2 separate regions of the Sus scrofa genome follow, and region 2 is linked to region 1. The links are chromatin contacts, called in public Hi-C maps. All regions are on one chromosome and are shown on one strand. Each heading gives the region's core, a stretch centred on a gene start, on an enhancer-like site or on the middle of the called end of the contact. The rest is flanking DNA. Distances are from core to core; before and after follow the strand shown.

The links. Hi-C and Micro-C count contacts between places; a contact is called where the count stands out from the background.
Region 2: a contact with region 1 is called in a Hi-C map of liver, with 5 times the contacts expected there. The contact joins the promoter of LOC100738479 here to the promoter of LOC100523809 in region 1. A contact is called at or near these places in 1 of 5 promoter capture datasets (liver), 29 of 47 Hi-C or Micro-C datasets (alveolar macrophages, blood, brain and 12 more) and 2 of 2 datasets of contacts at active chromatin or transcription factors (alveolar macrophages and skeletal muscle).

The regions. Positions count from the first base shown.
Region 1 is chr9:4,091,137-4,097,385 of Sscrofa11.1, reverse strand. LOC100523809 (olfactory receptor 52N4-like) reads left to right here and starts at 2,979. Exons shown (of 1, transcript XM_003129486.4): 1 at 2,979-3,944. The coding sequence starts at 2,979. The coding sequence ends at 3,944.
Region 2 is chr9:4,185,110-4,191,358 of Sscrofa11.1, reverse strand. It overlaps LOC100738479 (tripartite motif-containing protein 34), which reads left to right and starts at 2,831. Exons shown (of 8, transcript XM_005667079.3): 1 at 2,831-2,970.

The DNA of each region.
Region 1 (6,249 bases), core at 1,730-4,229:
AGAAAATATTTTAAAATGTTCTATTTAATAAACATTTATGCAGACTTAAATGTCCTCTTTTGGAAGAATATTTAATGTGCTAGTTATACACAATTATTTTTTTATTTTTTAATCCTCTACATTTTATTATTTTATTATTATTTAATAGTTATTTACCTAATACAATTTTTTTCCTACTGTACAGCATGGTGACCCAGTTACACATACATGCAAACATTCTTTTTTCTCCCATTATCATGATCCATTGTAAGTGACTAGACAGAGTTCCCAGTGCTACACAGCAGGATCTCATTGCTTATCCTGTACACTCAATTATAAACGCAGCAATATATGTGTAGTGATATATCATTCCATTTCTATTAAAGCTTCTACCTGGGCATATGCTCATATTAACAAAGTCTAAAAATACACTAATAAATGTTATTTCAATGAAGTGACAAAAATATACTTTAAAAGAAAGATTTAATAAATGATTGTGTGAATAAATTATTTATATATTTAAAGGTATTCAACTTAGTTCTTTTGGGGCTTTTGCAAAACTTAATGGGGAAAGAAACTGAGCCCTAGAGTAGGGAAATCACTAGTTTTTTTTTTTAATTAAAATATCTCATTTCTGATCTATGCTCCACTGTACAACTACACTCATATTCATATAACCACTACATACATGCAAAATTGCATTCATACGTACACGTGTGTATACATACTCATACTGGTTTAGATATGCATCAATTGTCCTTTGAACACCCTGGAGGTTAGCTTGATTCCAATACCAGCTATGTCTCTGATGCTTTGAAATATTCCTTTGGGATATTAGGAATATATAACACTCATTTTCCTTCAGGCTTAGGTCAACAGTCTTCACATCAAGAAAATCTTGAGTTAAAAATTTGCCCAGAGACTGTGATGCTTCGGCAGCCAAGTTCATGGAAACCGAACCTGCTACATATCGCCTCCTTTCTTTGCCTTCCAAAGTCTAACGTGTCTAAATCTAACAATATAAGGGTCAGTGACAGCAGAATTTTCAATTTAGCCATAGAGGTAAAGAGGAGAATGGATCTAAGATGGACGCGAGCTGTTTTTCTTTTTTTCCCTGAAGATACAAATGTTTTATTCTACCGATCCAGGCACAAGTCAGAGGAGATGCATGGGGATAGTGCAAGCTCTAGTGGAAATGGTTATTCCTCGCTGTTGAAAACATTTATATTTTCTCAATTAAAATGATTACAACATCTATGCATCTGCATAAAGAGTCCTTCAAATACGTAGGAGTGCTTGGGTGGAAGTCAGGAATGAACTACTGCCGTGTCAGGGAATAATGGAAAATACACAGAGAACCGTTCTAAGTCACCAGGATCGTGTTTCAATTTCTTCAGCTGCCCACTTGCTTGCCCCTGTTCTTATTACTTGAATTAGAATCTGTGTATAAGTCCTTTCATTCTTATATTTTAAGCCAATATATATTTTGCAGCTCTATCTACCAGGAAGAATCTATTTTCATGTCCAAAGAATTAAGAATGGTATGGTTGCAGGAGGAGTGGAAAATTACTGCCTATACATTTTGGAAATGGGGAGTTCCCTTGTGGTGCAGTGGGTTAAGGATCTGGCGTTATCCCTGCAGGGGCTTGGGTTGCTACTATGGTGCAGGTCTGCTCCTTGGCCCAGGAACTTCCACATGCTGTAGGTGCGGCCAAAACAAATTTTGGAAATGAAGATTGATGATGAGTGGTATATAAATTTGCACCTAGTTTATCTTTTTACAGTGATTTATGCATTTACATTCTGCTTTTAGAGGCTAAATTTGTGTTTTCCAAATTTTAGTCATTAACCTACAATTCAAGAATTCTTTCTTTTTTCTTTTCTTTTTCTTTTTTTTTTTTTGGTCTTTTTAGGGCTGCACCTGTGGCATACGGATATCCCAGGCTAGGGGTCGAATTAGAGCTGTTGCTGCTGGCCTATGCCACAGCCACAGCAAGCCCAGATCCGAGCCATGTCTGCAAACTACACCACAGCTCACAGCAATGCCAGAACCTTAATCCACCGAGCAAGGCCAGGGATCAAACCCACAACCTCATGGCTCCTAGTTGTTTTTTGTTTCCACTGTGCCAAGACGGGAACTCCCCAAGAATTCTTAAAGTATTCTGACTTCTGCAGTTTTCAGTATAACATCTGAAAAAAAGCTAGCCAAGATATGTCCCTCAGGCTGACTGTCTCCTTAGGAGAATCCTGCTGTTCAGAAATTAATAAAGTATGCCATTCTGGCCTGGCCCAATATCTAGCCCCACTGCTATCCCCCTGATGCCCACATTCAAGAGAAACCACTATATTCTATCTTTTTCTCAAAATATGATATTTTACATTTTTCATTTTTCATGTTGATTTTTCTGTCTGGAATATGTACATAATTACAAATATTTAAATGATATATCAACAAAAACAGCTTTGGGGAGTTCCTGCTCTGGTTGCAGTGGGTTAATGATCCGGCTTGTCTCTGTGGCAGTGCCAGTTTGATCCCAGGCCCCACGGCAGTGGGTTAAGGATTCTGCATTGCTGCAGCTGCAGCTGGGATTCAATTCCTGGCCCAGAAACTTCCACATGCCACGGGTGCAGCCACAAGAGAAAAAAAATTGCTTTAGAAAAATAGTCACAAAATGTTCATCTTTTATAAACGGATACATTTGGTCTATTAAAGAACTAAGCAAGTTAGACATCAAAAGTATTTGTTAAATACTTCTATAAAAGACTGAATGAAAAGATAATACACACAGGCAGAAAAATCCATTTGGTTTAAATTATGTTTGTGTTCATATTCCTTGGAAGTCAGGAAGATTTGTTATATGGCGACTGAAATGTACCTTGAAGAAAAGAGGCAAAAGGAATGAAGACATGGTGATGAAAAAGATTTTTTTTTTTCTCTTACGTCTGTCTAGGAGGATCCACAAACACCAGACTAGATTAATGATCAAATTAGCTTGATGATGCTCGTGCTGAACCAGACAGATATGAATCCACGCTCCTTCCTTCTCACTGGGATCCCAGGACTGGAGGACCTGCACCTCTGGATTTCCTTCCCTTTCTGCTCCATGTATGTTGTGGCTGTGGTGGGCAACTGCGGGCTCCTCTACCTCATCTGCTGTGAGGACTCCCTGCACAGGCCCATGTATTACTTCTTGGCCATGCTCTCCCTGACCGACCTTGTCATGTGCTCCAGTACAATCCCTAAAGCCCTCAGCATCTTCTGGTTCCATCTCAAGGAAATCAGCTTTGAAGAATGTCTGGTCCAGATGGTCCTTGTCCATACCTTCACAGGGATGGAGTCTGGGGTGCTCATGCTCATGGCCCTGGACCGCTATGTGGCCATCTGCTACCCCCTGCGCTACGCCACCATCCTCACCAATCCCGTCATCGCCAAGGCTGGGCTCTCCACCTTCCTCAGAGGGGTCTTCCTCATCATTCCCTTCACGCTCCTCGTCAAGCGCCTGCCCTTCTGCAGAGGCAATGTCATACCCCACACCTACTGCGACCACATGTCTGTGGCCAAGCTCTCCTGTGGCAACATCAAGGCCAATGTTGTCTACGGCCTGATGGCGGCCCTCCTGATCGGGGGCTTCGACATCCTGTGCATCACCGTCTCCTACACCATGATCCTCCGGGCGGTGGTCAGCCTCTCCTCGGCAGAAGCTCGGCAGAAGGCCTTCAGCACCTGCACTGCCCACATCTGTGCCATCGTCTTCTCCTACAGCCCAGCTTTCTTCTCCTTCTTTTCCCACCGCTTTGGGGGCCACACAATCCCTCCATCGTGTCACATCATCGTGGCCAATATCTACCTGCTCTTGCCTCCAACTATGAATCCTGTTGTCTATGGGGTGAAAACCAAGCAGATACAAGACTGTGTCATAAGGATCCTTTCAGGTTCTAAGAACACAAAATCCCATGATTTATGAAAAAGGAAAATTTGCCTCAGATGGGATGAGAAGACAAAAATGCTTCTCTTTGTTTGTTTAGGCAAGAGACTTTCCAAGAATAGGCAACTGACCTTGCCAAGAGAGCAAGGTCCATCCCCATTATATTGTTTGCAGACTAGCAAATAATTTTCCTGCCAGATCAACCTCCGCATGAGTTTTTCACCTCCAGGTTCTCTCTATAATTCAGGTCTCAATATTATCAGGTTCCAAGAAACAAAAATACTCATTTGGAGTAGGAGCAATTTTCCTGAAAACTGAATCTTGTGAACCCAAGGATCTGGGGCCAGATGACTGAAATTGCTGTTTTTAATTGTCATTGGAATTTCAATTTAAGAACAGATTTAGCTTTGAAAAAAATGCACTGTGTATTCTCTTTATTCACCAAAGTTCTTTGTTTTCTCAATGACATCTTAAAGATGAAACTAGAAAGTTTACCATGAAGACAATAATATAATGACGTGTAAGCCTCTGTGCGTCTTTTAAGAAACCTAGAAACCTGGTATCTGAATAGTTTTCTCCTTGCCCAAGTCTTTCTCATAATTGCTTCCTCCCAGGTAATGAGTTTTCTCTTTTTTGAGAAAGATTTCAAAGACTGCATAGTGTGGAGTGAGACATAGAGCAATGAAATTTATAAAATATTTTAATAAGTGCATTTCTATGAGTACAGCCTTGTGCAGAACAGTGGGTACTTTTCTTCTTTTGAGCTGAAAATAAAACTAATTGATTCACTTAAACATTTTCTGTGTAATATTCAGCCTCTTTCTAAATTAACATGAAGGTGAGAGGCTATGACGAAACTCAGTTTTGAAGCATTGTCTCAGATGTCATAAAACGGATTTCAGAGTCTCTTTTTCCTGCACAACTTTCAAGAATCCACGTTGCCTTCCTCTGATGTGGTTACTTTACACTAATTTCTATTTTCTGATATATCTTCTAGTATTTTTAATTTTACAAAGGCACAAGACACATAAATGTTCATCGCAAAATTCGCATATTTTCTGTTCACCTTGATAGCAAAATGTAACGAAAGATTGCTAATATTCATTACCTCTAGTCACTCATCCAGACATAATTCTCACCCACCTCTGGCTTTATCCAGAATACCTTTCATGCCAGCATTTCACTGAAAGAGTTTTGATCAGTCTCACATGTTACTTTCTTGCTCTTCCATCCCACAGGTTCTCCTCTGTGTCAGTCTTGCAACACTGGATGTAACTGAATCGTTCCTTTGTCCATTTTCTTTCTTCCACTTCTGGAACATCCCACACATCCCATGTTGTTCTTCATTCTCATGGAAACTACTGATGGTCTCATGTGCCTTTCCTTTTCTTCTGGATTCCTTTATAGTAGCATATCCCTGGGTTAGGTCCTTTTGCCTTATTTCTCTATCAATAACCATTTATATCCTTGTATGCCTGTGAATCCCAAACTGATAGACTCATTAAAAAGTTTATTGAAGCTCATGAGTATTTTCAAGGTGAAGTAAGATTCATGATACCTTTTACTCAATGCCACATCAACACTGTCTTTTCTAGATCCATGTCTTGTTCTGTTGTTTCCTTTGCTTTTATCTCTGAGTTTCACATCTCCTCTCAGGTCTTACCCATTGGCATATGTTCTTAGATATGGGACTACAAAGTCATTTACTGAATGTTTACTTTAGAAACCTATATATTTTTTATTTTGTTAAATATTACTTTGTTGCTTATTTTTAATTTGGTTGTTTTAAATGTTTGTTATTTATATTTGACTTTTGCTTCTAATTATTTTATAGACGCTCATAGACACTCATAGTGTGCCACCACCCCTGTTTTCTTAATCATTTTCTGATTATGGATATCCAAGCTTTTTCAGTCTCCCTGTCCCCAGAAGTAATGCCATGATGAACACCTTTCACATGTGCACACATGTACACACAGGTCTGCATCCTTATGGAACAAGGGATATTTTATTTAGAATATACACAAGTGGGTTTTCAGAATCATGATCTCTGCACATTACCTTTAATGTAGCAGAGTCTTTATACTCATGGTGAACTTTTCAATAGAAACCGTGGGAGCCAGAAGACAGTGAAATGATATTTTTGAAGTTCTGAAAAAACAACTTCCATCTTAAAATGGAAAATATTCATCAAAAAAGAAGATAAAATAAGTGTTTAGTCACCTAAAGTATGTTATTCAGAATGTAGAATAATGATTGCTACTGAAAGACAGAATTATGGAAATTAATGTAACCACTAGAAAGAAAAGAAGGGTGAAAATGAAAAATATTTACTCTTTAAAAT
Region 2 (6,249 bases), core at 1,582-4,081, 94 kb before region 1:
TAACTTTAACATCAAGTACAGTGACTCCGCACACATGAGTTTTTCTTTAATTGTTTTAGATATTCTAAGTCTTTTCTCTTTTCCTAACAAATTTTGGAATAGGTATATCTATGTCTACAAAATCCTGGCTGAGATTTTTATAGAAATTTCATTAAATATATAGATATACTTTGGAAAAAATTGATAGCTGATCTCTTTTATGTTGAGATGTCTTTTACGTGGAGTCTTCAGATTCATGGATCTTGTATGCCTCTCCATTTATTTACATTTCCTTTTACTTGTTTTATCAGCATTTCCTAATTTTCAGCGTGTAGATCCTATACATAGTTTTCAGGTTTTACACCTGAAAACTTTTCTCTTGGTGTAGGTGTGTGGTGTAGGTCGCAGATGTGTGTCAGATCCCACATTGCTGTGCCTGTGGTGTAGGCCAGCAGCTGCAGCTCCGATTCGACCCCTAGCCTGGGAAGCTCCATATGCCATGAGTGCAACCCTAAAAAGACAAAAAAAAAAAAAAAAAAAAAAAAGAGAGAGGAAAAAAAAAGAAAAAAGAAAATAAATTTCAGTAGGAGGAGTAAGTGATCATTCTATACAGGTAAACAAGGCAAATGCAGCACAAATAGCAAGTAGAATTGTAAATGAAAAGGACTTCATTAAAGAGAATAAAAATATTTAAAAAATATTACACAGTTCTCTGCTAATGTGTTAGAATCTGTGAAGTAATTCTGTGCAAAATAGAAAAGTCTAATATTTTTAAAAAACAGAAAGCTTCATAATAAACTTTTTTCTTTTTTTTGGTCTTTTTTTGTCTTTTTACCATTTCTAGGGTCGCTCCCACAGCACATGGAGGTTCCCAGGCTAGGGGTCGAATCGGAGCTGTAGCCACCGGCCTACACCACAGCCACAGCAACGCGGGATCCGAGCTGTGTCTGCAAACTACCCCACAGCTCACGGCAACACTGGATCCTTAACCCACTGAGCAAGGCCAGGGATCGAACCTGCAACCTCATGGTTCCTAGTTAGGTTCGTTAACCACTGAGCCACGATGGGAACTCCTAAACTTTTTTTTTTTGTCTTTTTAGGATTGCACCTGTGGCACGTGGAAGTTCCCAGGCTAGAGGTTAAATTGTAGCTGCAGCCGCCTGCCTACACCACAGTCACAGCAACACAGGATCCTTAACCCACTGAGCGAGGCCAGGGATAGAACCCACATCCTCATGGATACCAGTCTGGTTCTTAACCCAGTGAGCCACAATGGGAACTGCAAAACAAACCTTTTAAAACATACGCGATTATCTACCACGTGCATAGGGCCTTATGCAGGGTGGTTCTTGTGGCGATCCAGGCCTCGGAGTCATTTCTGCAGGCAGAGGCTCACAGAGAAGGGAGTCCTGTTGGACTCTGGGGGAGTCTGGGTCCTGCGAGGAAATGATGGGAGAGAAACCAGACGGAGCTGGAAAAACCTGGCATTGTCTCCCGCGCTCGGATCTGGTAGTGGGTGTCGCCATCCTCCAGATAAAGGCTCAGCAAGGGAGTCTGACGAAGTGACTCTGCTCACTCTTGCAGCCTCGCTTCCGTTTGCCTAGAGCTCAAGGGTAACTACCCATGGAACTAGAGGCACTTCCTGGATGCACCCAGCTTGCCCTTCTCTCCAGGCCATTTCTGCCTCCCAGAGGAAGAGCTCAGCTGAGAGGGATGCACGAGGGGACATCGCGATACCCTGAGGAAAGCTCCCCCAGTGGCGATCCCCCCCCCCCACTTTGCACATATCCTATGCAGGAACGTGAGGTTCCGAAAATAGCAGAAAGACGGCAAAGTCAGAGCACGGTGGCAAAGCCCCCCGGAGTCACAGGAAAACGAGACGAAGGAAAATAGAGGGAAGATGTTCAAGTAAAATCAGTGATAAAAAAACAAAAACAAAACAAAACGTGGATGTCACAGTCCGCAGAACTGATGGACCAGACGAAGGTCCTGGGCACACCTAACGCAACGATTTGACAAATGTGTCCAGGGATTGACAATCTGAATGCTAGAAATGGCCGATACTGGACCAAGGAGAAGACCTAAATGGCCAAGTGGGAAGTGACTCCTTAAACGTGGTCCCAGCATAGGTCCACCTGTAAAGGATACCGACAATTTTACGAGAAAGCTGTTAAAATGTCAACAATTTTTTAAAGATTTCCTTCTTCCTCGGATGTGTCCCTGGCCCCCCACCATGAGTCAGATGATGGGGGAGGCGAAAAGCGATAAGGGCAACCTTTTAAAGCAGTTTCCGGAGGTGACACTTTTTCTCATGTAACACGTTCTCCGGGAGGTGGGACCAAGATTTCCTTGATGGATGCAGCCCAGAAAAATCAACCCAGGAAGTTATTCTCCTCATCAAAACAGAGGACACTTTTCACGGAGGCACGTGGAGACACAGAGTCACCCTGTGCCCAAGAAGGGCGGAGACTTGACAGGGACTCCTCTGGTCAAGGTTCCTGCCCATCAGGGGTGGTTTCGACGCCTGCTTTTAGGAGGCGGGTGGTGCTTTTCGGGAGCAAGTGGGACGCCGCCCAGGAAGCGATGGTTCACATTGGTAGACTGATCGAGGGCCTGTGCACAACCGTGAAAGTGGCAGGAGACGCTCAGGGCCTAGCTGGCCTGGGAAGCAGACGGGGTCAGGCAGAGCTTCTCAGCCTCTGCTCGCTCCCTTCTTCCTTGCAGGCTGCCTTGCGCCTTGGAGAACGATCCCGCCGCTGCCCACTAGGTGGCAGTAGCATCCCCGCAACTGGACTTGGGCTCAGGTGCCCAAGGTCCCTCCCCAGCCTGTGAACCCCGCGGGAGAGCCGGACTCCTCCAGGGGCCCCAAAGGGCGGCTGCCTGCCCGCTTGGCCCAGAGCGCCCTCCCCTTTCCGGCCGGGCCAAGATTTCACTTTCATTTCTCAGCCAGCTCCTGGGAGGAGCTGCTTCCTGCAGACGGAGCCCTGCTGGGTGCGTAAAGGCTGATTGCTTTTCTTCACCCCTTAACCCGGGAGGGTGGGGCTGCAGGTGGTGTGGGAGGTCGGAGGTCTCCGAGGGCACCGAGAGTGGGGCGACTGCAGAAGGAAAGTCCAAGACGTTGGTTGAGTTGAGGCTGTGGCCCAGGCTTGTTCCCAGGGGCAGCAGGGCCAGCTTGCAGGCTTCTTGCTCTCAGGGCAGACAGATGGCAACCCTGAGTCTAGAGAAGACGGGCTCCTGGAAAAGGCAGAGGTTTTGTTGGCTGGAGAAGCCCTTGTTTCTCTAGGCAGAGCTCAGAGCCGCTGCCTCCCTGTTCTGTAGTTTTGAGAGAAACTGGAACATCCCCCCCACCTGTCTGTCTCTCTGTCTGTCTCTCATAGAGAGACCAAGAGTCTCCTCTTCTGCCCACCTCCCCCTCCTCCTCGGAAGAGACCCTGGAGAAAGAGGTCCGTGTTTTCCAAAGGCAGGAAGCCCCAGCCCCTCTATGGAGCCTTGGGGACAAGTTCAGGGGCAGCGCTGACGGGATCCCCGCCCTCCCTCCGTCTGTGGTGTTCCCGACACACCCTCAGCTCTTGTCCTGCCTGAGGAGGGCAGGTTGGAGGACAGCTGCCTGCCTCCGGGGTCCCCGTTTGTCCCGTGTCCCCCTGGGGTCCCGTCTCAGGCATCTGCTTGCGTCTCTGAAGAGCCCTGCCCACTCGGACCTCAGGAGCCCGTGGACAGCTGCCTTGGAGCTTTTGGTCGTCATTCTTCCCCCTTGGCACCCCGTGGCCTTGACTGCCACCTCGGCTCCTCCCCTTGTGGGGTTGATGTGGTTCAGAGCTAATTCAGGAGAGTGGCTGAGCGCTAAGCGGGAGCCCGAAGACTCGGCGGCGTGGCTAAGACGTTTGCTCCATCCCCTGACACTGAGGAGGGAGGACTCCCCTTACACTCACACTGATTGGTACCCTACATACATTTTGACACACGGCCTTTCTGATCTGTGCTCCCACTTTTTAGAAGTCACAGGTACAGCCTTGCCGTGCGTCTGCGCCTCACTCCTAGGAAGGGCCCATTGCTGCCCCAATGTCATTGCCTCCTCAGGGTCAACAGCCAGACCTAATACACAGGATGAAAGGGTTTATCTGCTTATTTTTACAATGTAGTTCTTAGGCACTAAACAGATAATGAAGAGGCATTCGACATTCGATACACGTTAAATACATAAAGGAGCTTACATCCTCGTTGGGTGGTGGGGGGGAGCTTTTCAACAAACCAAAAATAATTCATGTAGCGTACAAGAAGGTGGCTAATATTATGGGGTAACATTTTAAAATGCTGAATTAGGCGGAGGGGTCTGCAGTGACCTAGTCCAGGCCTGGCAACTTTAAGCAGTGCTCACGGAGAGACCTCGTCGCCAGGAGGTGTTTGAGCGCAGTCTTAAGAATGTGAAGGATTTGGAGGTCCCGCTGTGGCTCAGTGGTTAACGAATCCGACTAGGAACCATGAGGTTGCGGGTTCGATCCCTGGCCTTGCTCAGTGGGTTGAGGATCTGGCATTGCCGTGAGCTGTGGTGTAGGTCGCAGACGCGGCTCAGATCCGGTGTTGCTGTAGCTCTGGCGTAGGCCGGTGGCTATAGCTCCGATTTGACCCCTAGCCTGGGAACCTCCGTATGCTGCAGGAGCGGCTCTAGAAAAGGCAAAAAGACAAAAAAAAAAAAAAAAAAAAGAAAGAATGTGAAGGATTTGAAGGCTTTCACTTGGGTTTGTCCCTGAAGTGGGGGGGGGGAATGAAGCCAGTGTAGACCGGGGAGCTGTGTGCAGGTGGAGAGTAGAAGGTGGGCTCAGGGTACCAGGCGGTGGGAGGCAGTAGGAGGAGATGGGTCCTGTGACCTAACTGGACCGTGATGATAACTGGCTCACGCTGGATGACATTGGTTTGAGAGAAGAGTGACAAGGTTGGTGTCTGCTTTAAAAGGGTCATTCTGGTCCATGATGTGAGAACAGGGATGGCAAGAGAGTGAAGAGGGGCAATAGTAGTAGCGGAGAACAGGAGGAGAAGGTTTCCCCAGAACCCAGGCGGGAGATGCAGGTGACTGCTCCCAGAATGGTGGCCGTGGAAATGGGTGAGCTAATTTAGAGGCCACACTCAGCATCTTCTGATGATCGAATGAGACTGGGAGTGATAACGAAAGTGGTCCTGTGTTAAAACATGATTTCTCGAAAGCACATTTTTCCAGAGCTAGAGATCTTTGGGAGAGGCTCATTAATACGACTGAGTCCTGGACTCTAAGGAGCTGTGAAGCCGGACCTCTGAGCTTAGAGGGCTGGGGAGGGAGAACTGCAATGTTTCTAAGTTCCCTAGATCCTTGGATGAGAAAAAGAGGTCCTCCTTCCCCCAGCGGCAGTTCCTGACTCAGGAACCCAAGAGAAGCGTCTAGGATGTTGTCTGGAAGCTCCAAAGGATATCTTTCTCTGCACCTGACTTTCTGGAGACACTTTCCGTTTACTCTCTAACCCACATAGCGTTTCCAGTATCACTCCTCCAGAAGCTAGGAGAAGACTCAAGTGTGGCATATATTCATCTGACACCATGGCGGCCGTCTGACCCCGGAGTCCTGTCCTGCAGATGCTACGTGATCTCTTCTGACTTCTGTTGGACTCCCAGCTCACTCTTGGGAATTGGTTGGGTCATTGTGCAGGTGTGGATGCTCTGGCTCATTTTTAGCTTCCTCTTTCTGCAACCATTTGGGTGGCAGCTGTTTTGACATCAGTTCCCACAGCCCCACTCTGAACAGGAGGTCCATAGCCCCATGGTAGATCGCACGTTCCTATTTAGCCTCCTAGTGTTTCTCAGCACTGGTTGGATTCTGAACAGAATGAAAAGTAGCAGAGAACCTTACAGGTGGCTCATAGCTTCAGCTGTAAACCAGGGCGGGGTGGGGTGGGGGAACACTCTCATATCATGTAAACCTCTGGTCTTGCCAGTCCTCAGAGCCTCGTCTGACTCACAGTCATTGCAGCCAGGAGCTAAGAGCACACGGACTTTGGACAATTTTCAGTACCTGTACCATGGGCTAGACTTTACCCACCGGTGCATATTCAGCCTTATGTCTCATCCTGTTTACATCATGGATGATTGGTGAAGTGGGAAGACTTCTAGACCTAAATTTATCTCCATACGTCTTCCTTTTTTTCTCTTTCATTTTGGAGCAGAAAGGGGAAGTTTATAGTTTGTTACATCCTTCAGATCTTTCTTTCAATATCAAATATTTACACCTGCATTAGTTTCTCGGGA